Regions from separate parts of the Hordeum vulgare genome. Here region 2 is linked to region 1. Evidence: chromatin contacts called from public Hi-C data. All regions are on one chromosome and are shown on one strand. Each heading gives the region's core, a stretch centred on a gene start, on an enhancer-like site or on the middle of the called end of the contact. The rest is flanking DNA. Distances are from core to core; before and after follow the strand shown.

Region 1 (3,624 bases), core at 284-2,783:
CAGCGCTACTGATATTGACCTTAGCAGTAGCGCAGGTTTAGGAACGGCGCTTCTACTGTAGCTACTATGGATGGCCTCATTGGTCCATGTTTATCAGTAGCGCAGATTATGAGGCCTGCGCTACTGCTAAGGACATTATTAGTAGCGCTGCGTTGTTTCCAGCACTGCTGCTAAATAGCAGCAGCGCTTTCTACAATCCAGCGCTACTAATAGGCTCATGCATATAAGGTTTTTCCTAGTAGTGGGCGCGGTGGCGACGGCGAGGGAGGCAGCTATGAGGGAGGCGACGGCAACGACGACGACGACGACGGCGAGGGAGGCGGCGACGGCTTGAGCTCGAGGAGAGAGGGGGTGGGGGAGTGGGGGAGAGTTAGGAATTTTTTAGGCATGGCGCGGGGTGTTAACTCAACATAGTAGTAGCGGTGGTTCCGGAGGAGCGCTACTGCTATTGTACTTAGGAGTAGCGCTTTTACCACGCCGGCGCCGCTACTACAGCTACTGCGGTTACGTCGTTAGGCCGCTTTTAGCAGTAGCGCTGGATGCTACGCAGCGCTACTGATATTGACCTTAGTAGTAGCGAAGGTTTAGGAACGACGCTGCTACTATAGCTACTGCGGGTGGTCTCCTTGGTCCCCGTTTATCAGTAGCACAGAATATAAGGCCAGCGCTACTGTTAAGGACATTAGCAGTAGCGCTGCGTTGTGCCCAGCGCTACTGCTAAATAGCAGCATCGCTTTCTACTTTCCAGCGCTACTAATAGGCTCCTACCTATAATATTTTTCTTAGTATTGTGATGCACTAATCGTGGGAGTTCAGACTCGCGGTTAGATGGTTGTTCGTTTGTGGACATCCACAATACTAAATAATAATATAAAAATTCATTTCATGATAAATCTAAGAATCTGACTTGATATTATGCATACTGATATATTTCTATAAAAACATGGTCAAATTCAAAGAGGGTTGACTTTTTAAAAAACTAATACTCCCTTCGTTTCAAAATTCTTGTCTTAAATTTTTCTAGATATAAATGCATCTATATACTAAAATGTGACTAGATACATTCATATCTAGATAAATCCGAGACAATAATTTTAAAACGAAGGGAGTACAACATATACTTTAAGATAGACGAAGTATAAAAATTATGAAAATCAAAAACACCAACCACGCAGCAAAGCGCGTTCAATCCTTCTAGTATCCACTATGCTTCCTGATTTTTAAGGCCTCATAATTAATTTAGGTCTTTAATTTTGAGTTAGGTCAGTCGATTTTGACGGGTCAACAATTTCTCATGAAGCTCTCCTATTTAATTCTTTTTTTTTGGGAGCCTGTTTAATTATTTTAACGCGCTATGTTTCTTAGTTTTAAAGCTCTTCCATTTAACCGAGATATTCAATTTTAATTTGATTTTCTATTTTGCTCGGGCCAACGTTCAGAAATCCGAGGCCCCTATGCGCATCAAGCTTTTCATGTGCCCTGCGTTTTAAGACCGATGTTAGACGGCCGAGCGCCTGGCGAGCCATGACATTCATCACATACCTTGTTATCCGAGCGTGGTGGCTGTAATACCAGATCTGATGGCCATCGTGCTCGTCATCCGACGGTCTACGACATGTCCGATATGACTCAAGGATCGGTCGTCTCATTCCGTGTGTGCAACTGCAACCCAAGGAGCTCCGCCACTCCCTCCCCATGGCCGTCGCCGCCGTCCGCCGCCTACTCCGTCCCACCTCCTCCGCCGCCCTGTCCAGTGCCGGCCGCCTCCTCTCCTCCACCGCTTCTCCACCGCCCAACCGCAGCCCCAACACCAACAGCCCCGTCTCCTTCGACTGGTCCGACGACGACGAGAGCCCCGCCGAGCCTCCACCGACGTCCCCGGCAAAGAACCCCGCTCCGCCGCCGCCCTACGAACCCTTCAGCAAGAACCCCGCTGCGGCCGACCCGGTCGACCCCACCAACCTTCAGGAGATCTTTCACAGGATGCGCACCGGAGGCCTCACCGACTATGCCATCAAGATGTTCGACGGATTGTCCAAGGACGGGCTCACGCACGAGGCGCTGGCCCTCTTCTCTGTCATAAGGGACAAGGGCGCCATGCCCGACGTCGTCGCCCACACCGCCGTCCTCGAGGCCTACGCGGCCGCCGGCCCCGCCCGCTGGCGCGACGCCGTGCGCACCTACAACCGCATGCTCTCCGGCGGGGTCGCGCCCAACGCTTACACCATGGCCGTGCTTGTCAAGGGGCTCGCGGCGGGCGACCGGTGCGCTGAGGCACGCAAGTACCTGCTGGAGATGCTCGACCGGGGGATGCGCCCCAATGTCGAGACTTGCCTTGCTGCCTTCGAGGCGCACGTCAGGATGGACAAGGTCGAAGAGGGGAAGGCGCTGCTCGAGATGATGAAGAAGAAGGGGTTCACGTTGGACGAGGAGGCAGTGCGCGGCGGCACCGTCAAGCGGGGGCATGTCTTCAGGGCTGTCATGAACATGCTCTTTGGGAAGCCATCATAGTTAATGGTACGCACTATCTGTTTCTTTCATATATACTCCCTCCGTTCTAAAACAAGTGTCGCAGATTTAATACTAAGTTAGTATAAATTTTGTACCAGATCAACGACATTTATTTTTAGAGAGAGGAAGTATATGATAGCACGATGTTGTTGCATGAACACTTGTTAGTTCGTAACTTGTCACTCGTAATCAAAATGTCTACTGTTTGTTCTCTGTTGCACAGGACAGGATTGATATCCTGTCTTGCATGGCTTGCTCCTCCTTATTTTCAGTGTTTGTAGTTTTTCTTTTCATTTGATTGGTGTTGTATGCATTATAATCAGTTCTATCATGGATAAAGCTAGATAAAATAACCATGGATATAATTTCTATCATGACCAGCACACACACTGTCATGATCTTTATGGTTACACTTTTTGAAACTGTTGTGGCAGCGACAACAGGAACAAAACCATTGGTGAAGAAGTATGTGAGTCCAAATTTTAAATACAAAGATTTCATCCTTCCTCTCTACATATAAACATAGCCTTATTTCAGCTCTGTGGTAATATATTAAGGGTGACATCGAAACCAGGATCTACAGTGACAGCCTTGATGATCAAATAAGGGATATACCGGAGATCGGTATTCAGCATGATGGTATGCTGATAAACGTTTTAATAACAAATTAATGCTTATTCAATTTTGTTATTATGGTAATGTTTGACAAGGGGCAATAGTTTTCATAGCCTCAGTCATAGGTAACTCAGTGACCCTTGTATTTTACTACTCCCTCCGTTCCTAAATGTAAGTCTTTTAAGAGATTTCACTAGGTGACTACATACGGAGCAAAATGAATGAATCTACACTCTAAAATATGTCTATATACATCCGTATGTACTCTCCTAATGAAATTTCTAAAAAGACTTATATTTAGGAACGGAGGGAGCACTTGCTAGCGTTTCTTTTCTCTGTATACCCAGGAGAACACAGCCATGCGGCTTTACCCCAAAACAAAGAGTACACTCACGATTCTCCCCCTAATCTTTCCTCTTCGAGCTTGACTTGATCTGGACCATCCCAATCTTACACCGTACATTATGGAAGTTTTTCCAAATCTGGACCATCCTAATC
Region 2 (3,527 bases), core at 86-2,585, 540 kb after region 1:
CTAATGCACACGGAATCTGCAGTCGCTGAAGCTAACAAGGCTATTGAGGAGGTAAAGGCTGAGAAGGAGGATCTTCAAGAGCAGCTAATGCACAAGGAATCAGCTGTTGCTGAAGCTAACAAGGCCTTGCAGGAGGCAAAGGCCGAGAAGGAGGATCTTCAAGAGCAGCTAATGACCACGGAATCAGCAGTTGCTGAAGCTAACAAGGCTGTGCAGGAGGTCAAGGCTGAGAAAGAGGGCCTTCAAGAGCAGCTAACGCACATCGAATCAGCGTTTGCTGAAGCTAACAAGGCAGCGCAGGAGGCAGCGTCTGAGAGTTTGCAATTGAAGGATAGGTTACTTGATCAAGAGAACGCATTGCAGAGCTTAACCCAGGAGAATGACGAATTCAGGCTGCGAGAGGCCGACGCCATGAAGAAGATAGAGGAACTGTCTGCTTTGCTTGCTGAAGCCATGGAAAAGAAGCATCCTGAGGAGGAAGAGAAGTTAGTGGTTGTGGATGAGGTGCACAGTGCAACACGTGAAGTTGCCGATGCAGCTGCGGAAACTGAAGACACGGAAGGAGAGAGTGACAAAAAACCGAGCATGGAACTCGTCGTCGCCAACGGAAACTCCAATGGCGACCTGAATCAAGAGGAAGAGAAATACGACAGCAAGGTCGAGCAGCAGGAGGCGAAAAGTGATTTCACCACGGTACACGAGAGCGACAAGGTTGTTGAGAAGCAGCTGCAGGCAGATGCGAAACAGGAAACTGAGTCTTCGAAAGACGACCTGTCCTCCAAGGAGGACAGCAGCACGGAACACGCAAACGCGAACGGTACAGCAGCATCAGCAGAGGTGACCAGCAAGGTGGCCATGTCCCCGACGACAACGAAACCGCAGAAGAAGAACAAGCCCCTGCTGAAGAAGTTTGGTAACCTACTGAAAAAGAAGAACAGCAAGTAGTAGCAGGTGAACAGAAGAAAAAACACATGTACTATTATTGGTGTTTATTACTACTCTGATCTTTCTTTTCTTCTTCTTGTTTGATGACAGCAAGGTAGTGTGTGCTTAATTTCCACGTGTAATTTTTTTACTGTCGACGCCTGTACTTTTGTGGTGATTGCAGTAGCTTTGTGGGTGTTTCATTTTTCTCTTTTCTTTTTTTTCTATAAGTTGGACCTCCTGTTCTTTGCCCTATGGCTGTGGCTATTATTATCTACACGATCTGTGGCCGTTTGCTTGTAACCATATGGTAAGCTGATGTCACTCATATGATGCACTTGTACTTATAATGTAATGCAATGTGATGTTACCAGTGGGTGATAAACCCTAATACTATAACTAACCATCATGCTTGTTGGCATGATCTGTTGGCTATTCTATAATCATGTCTGTTGGCAGAAAGCATATTCACATGCCTGCTGCTGGAATTCTAACCATGTTTGTTGACAGAGAGCAACACTCATGTTGGCCATCCCATCCATGGTTTTTTTTTCAATGGTTGAGATGGATTGATCTGATTTGGCTTTATTTTTCATACTTTTTATCAGTATCTTTTTGTGTGTGGTTGGGCCCTCCTAATCTTGGTTGCTTGGGAAGGTGGCATCGATCGAATCAGGTGCATGGAAAGAAATGATAATGATGTATTTTATGTTGGAGGTGGTACAGCTGAAATAGCTGTGATTTCATAATGGTGCTGGATGGGGGCTGGCTGGCTGGGTGGGTTTTGTCACATGCTCCCATGTGGCCTTTAACTGTTGCATAATTGCATCCTGGCTGGGTGTAAAGGATACCGAATGATATGAGAGCAGCATTCATTCAGATTTGATGCAAAGGTTTCTATTATTCTTCTTCTTTCACTGTTATGGAATTTCTAATAATAATAATAAAAATGTGATGCGAGTTTTGGACTGCCCAGCGATTTTCTCCTGGGTTTGTATGTGGGCAAAACCCTGTTTTGTTGTATGCATGAGATGTAAATGAATTTGGCCATTGCAGATAATGATATCAACATATATGCATTTGCAGGAGAGCATGCAGCTGTCTAAAGGATTTTGCTCATCTTTTTATTTTTCTGAGAACAAGACAACACCTTGTCTGTTCCCATCAGCTTTAACTTGCTAGTGACACCAAATCTGTAAAAGAAAAGGAAAGGCAAGAAAAGGAAAGAAAGTGGAAGAAAAAAAGAAGACGAAAGCACAAACTGAGCCCACGGCCCATCTCAGAGCTACTTCTGGCCCAACTTCGTGCACATGCCCGCCCGACGTGCCGAGCACGAGCAGCAGCACAGGCCGCGACCCAGGACAGCAAACACCTCCGGGGACCCACATATCAGAGACTAGACCTCCCCGAGTCCTGCACCATGCCATCGCCACCACTTCTCTTCCACTACCACCTACTGCTCGCTTCCGTTCTTCCAATCAAGCACGATTGGCATCTCCTCAGGAACATTGCCACGAAGTATGCACCCCCCCCTCCTCCTCCTCCTCCTCTGTTCTTCCTCCTCTCCACCGCCGCCACCGTTGTCTCGTACTCTCGTTCATCGTCTTTCAAAGATGACATGCAGCCTCACAGCAAATGCAGGCAATGTGCATTGCTGACCTTCAAGTTTGAGTCATGTGTGCAACAGGGCTGATGATCAGCAGGGACGCATTCATGATCAGGTCCTGTGTGCGCTGGAGGAGGAGGTGAACTAGGGAGGAATTTTGGAGGGAGAGGACCGAGGAGGCGCTGGCTAACCGGCGGCTGGAGAAGCGCGGCGGCGGAGGAGAGGCAGGATGCTGCAGCGGGCGGCGAGCAACGCCTACTCGTGGTGGTGGGCGAGCCACATCCGCACCAGGCAGTCCAAATGGCTCGACAGCAACCTCCAAGGTCCGTTCACCTTCTTCGTCGCGCCAATCGATATACGCGCCTAGATCTCGTTGCTTGCTCGGCACGTCTTTGATTATTTTTCCTGGTCAGGGCTTTGCGTCATGTCCTGCACAAGCTGTCAAATAAAGTGGTGTTTCCATATATTGTCAATTGCCTCACATGACTGTATCATAGAATCTACTTGCAGCAAAAGATGTGAACTGTATCACTATTATGGCCACAATCACACTGATTATTTGATTATGCAAAGATATAAAAACCTACTTCATCAGCGTAAGGTGATTATGAGATTGATGGATGACACATGCCAGCAGAAATATATCACCACTTGGTAGCCAGTAGATGTTTGGTCATTTGTATTATATAAAGAATCACTGTGTTTAGACTTTAGACTTGCATATACAGTTAAATTCCCTCCAAAAGAGTCATGCACGATTCGAGTTGTTCACAGCTGAAAGAATAGGCAAGACAAACACTACAGAAATATAAAATGGGCAGGCTGAAACGACGGCGATGTCAACCCGACACTAATTAACTTGCCTTAATGTCTACACATTTGTAATCGGAGTAGCATATAACATCCTATAAAACAATTTTCAGCTATTCTGCACATGGACTTACACACTGATTTTGGGAATGGAATTTACCAGCAAGTGTTCCACAAAATAGATTGA

The links. Hi-C and Micro-C count contacts between places; a contact is called where the count stands out from the background.
Region 2: a Hi-C map of seedling shows a contact between it and region 1, with 2.5 times the contacts expected there. The contact joins the promoter of LOC123397554 here to the promoter of LOC123397249 in region 1. A contact is called at or near these places in 2 of 6 Hi-C or Micro-C datasets (leaf and seedling) and 1 of 1 datasets of contacts at active chromatin or transcription factors (embryo).

Annotation. Positions count from the first base shown.
Region 1 is chr1H:24,973,048-24,976,671 of MorexV3_pseudomolecules_assembly, forward strand. LOC123397249 (pentatricopeptide repeat-containing protein At4g38150) reads left to right here and starts at 1,534. Exons shown (of 3, transcript XM_045091893.1): 1 at 1,534-1,670; 2 at 1,673-2,517. The coding sequence starts at 1,616. The coding sequence ends at 2,511.
Region 2 is chr1H:25,516,915-25,520,441 of MorexV3_pseudomolecules_assembly, forward strand. It overlaps LOC123397554 (protein NETWORKED 2A-like), which reads left to right and starts at 1,336. Exons shown (of 4, transcript XM_045092121.1): 1 at 1,336-2,442; 2 at 2,612-2,853. The coding sequence starts at 2,760. It overlaps LOC123397649 (WEB family protein At3g02930, chloroplastic-like), which reads left to right. Exons shown (of 3, transcript XM_045092282.1): 3 at 1-1,227. The coding sequence ends at 945.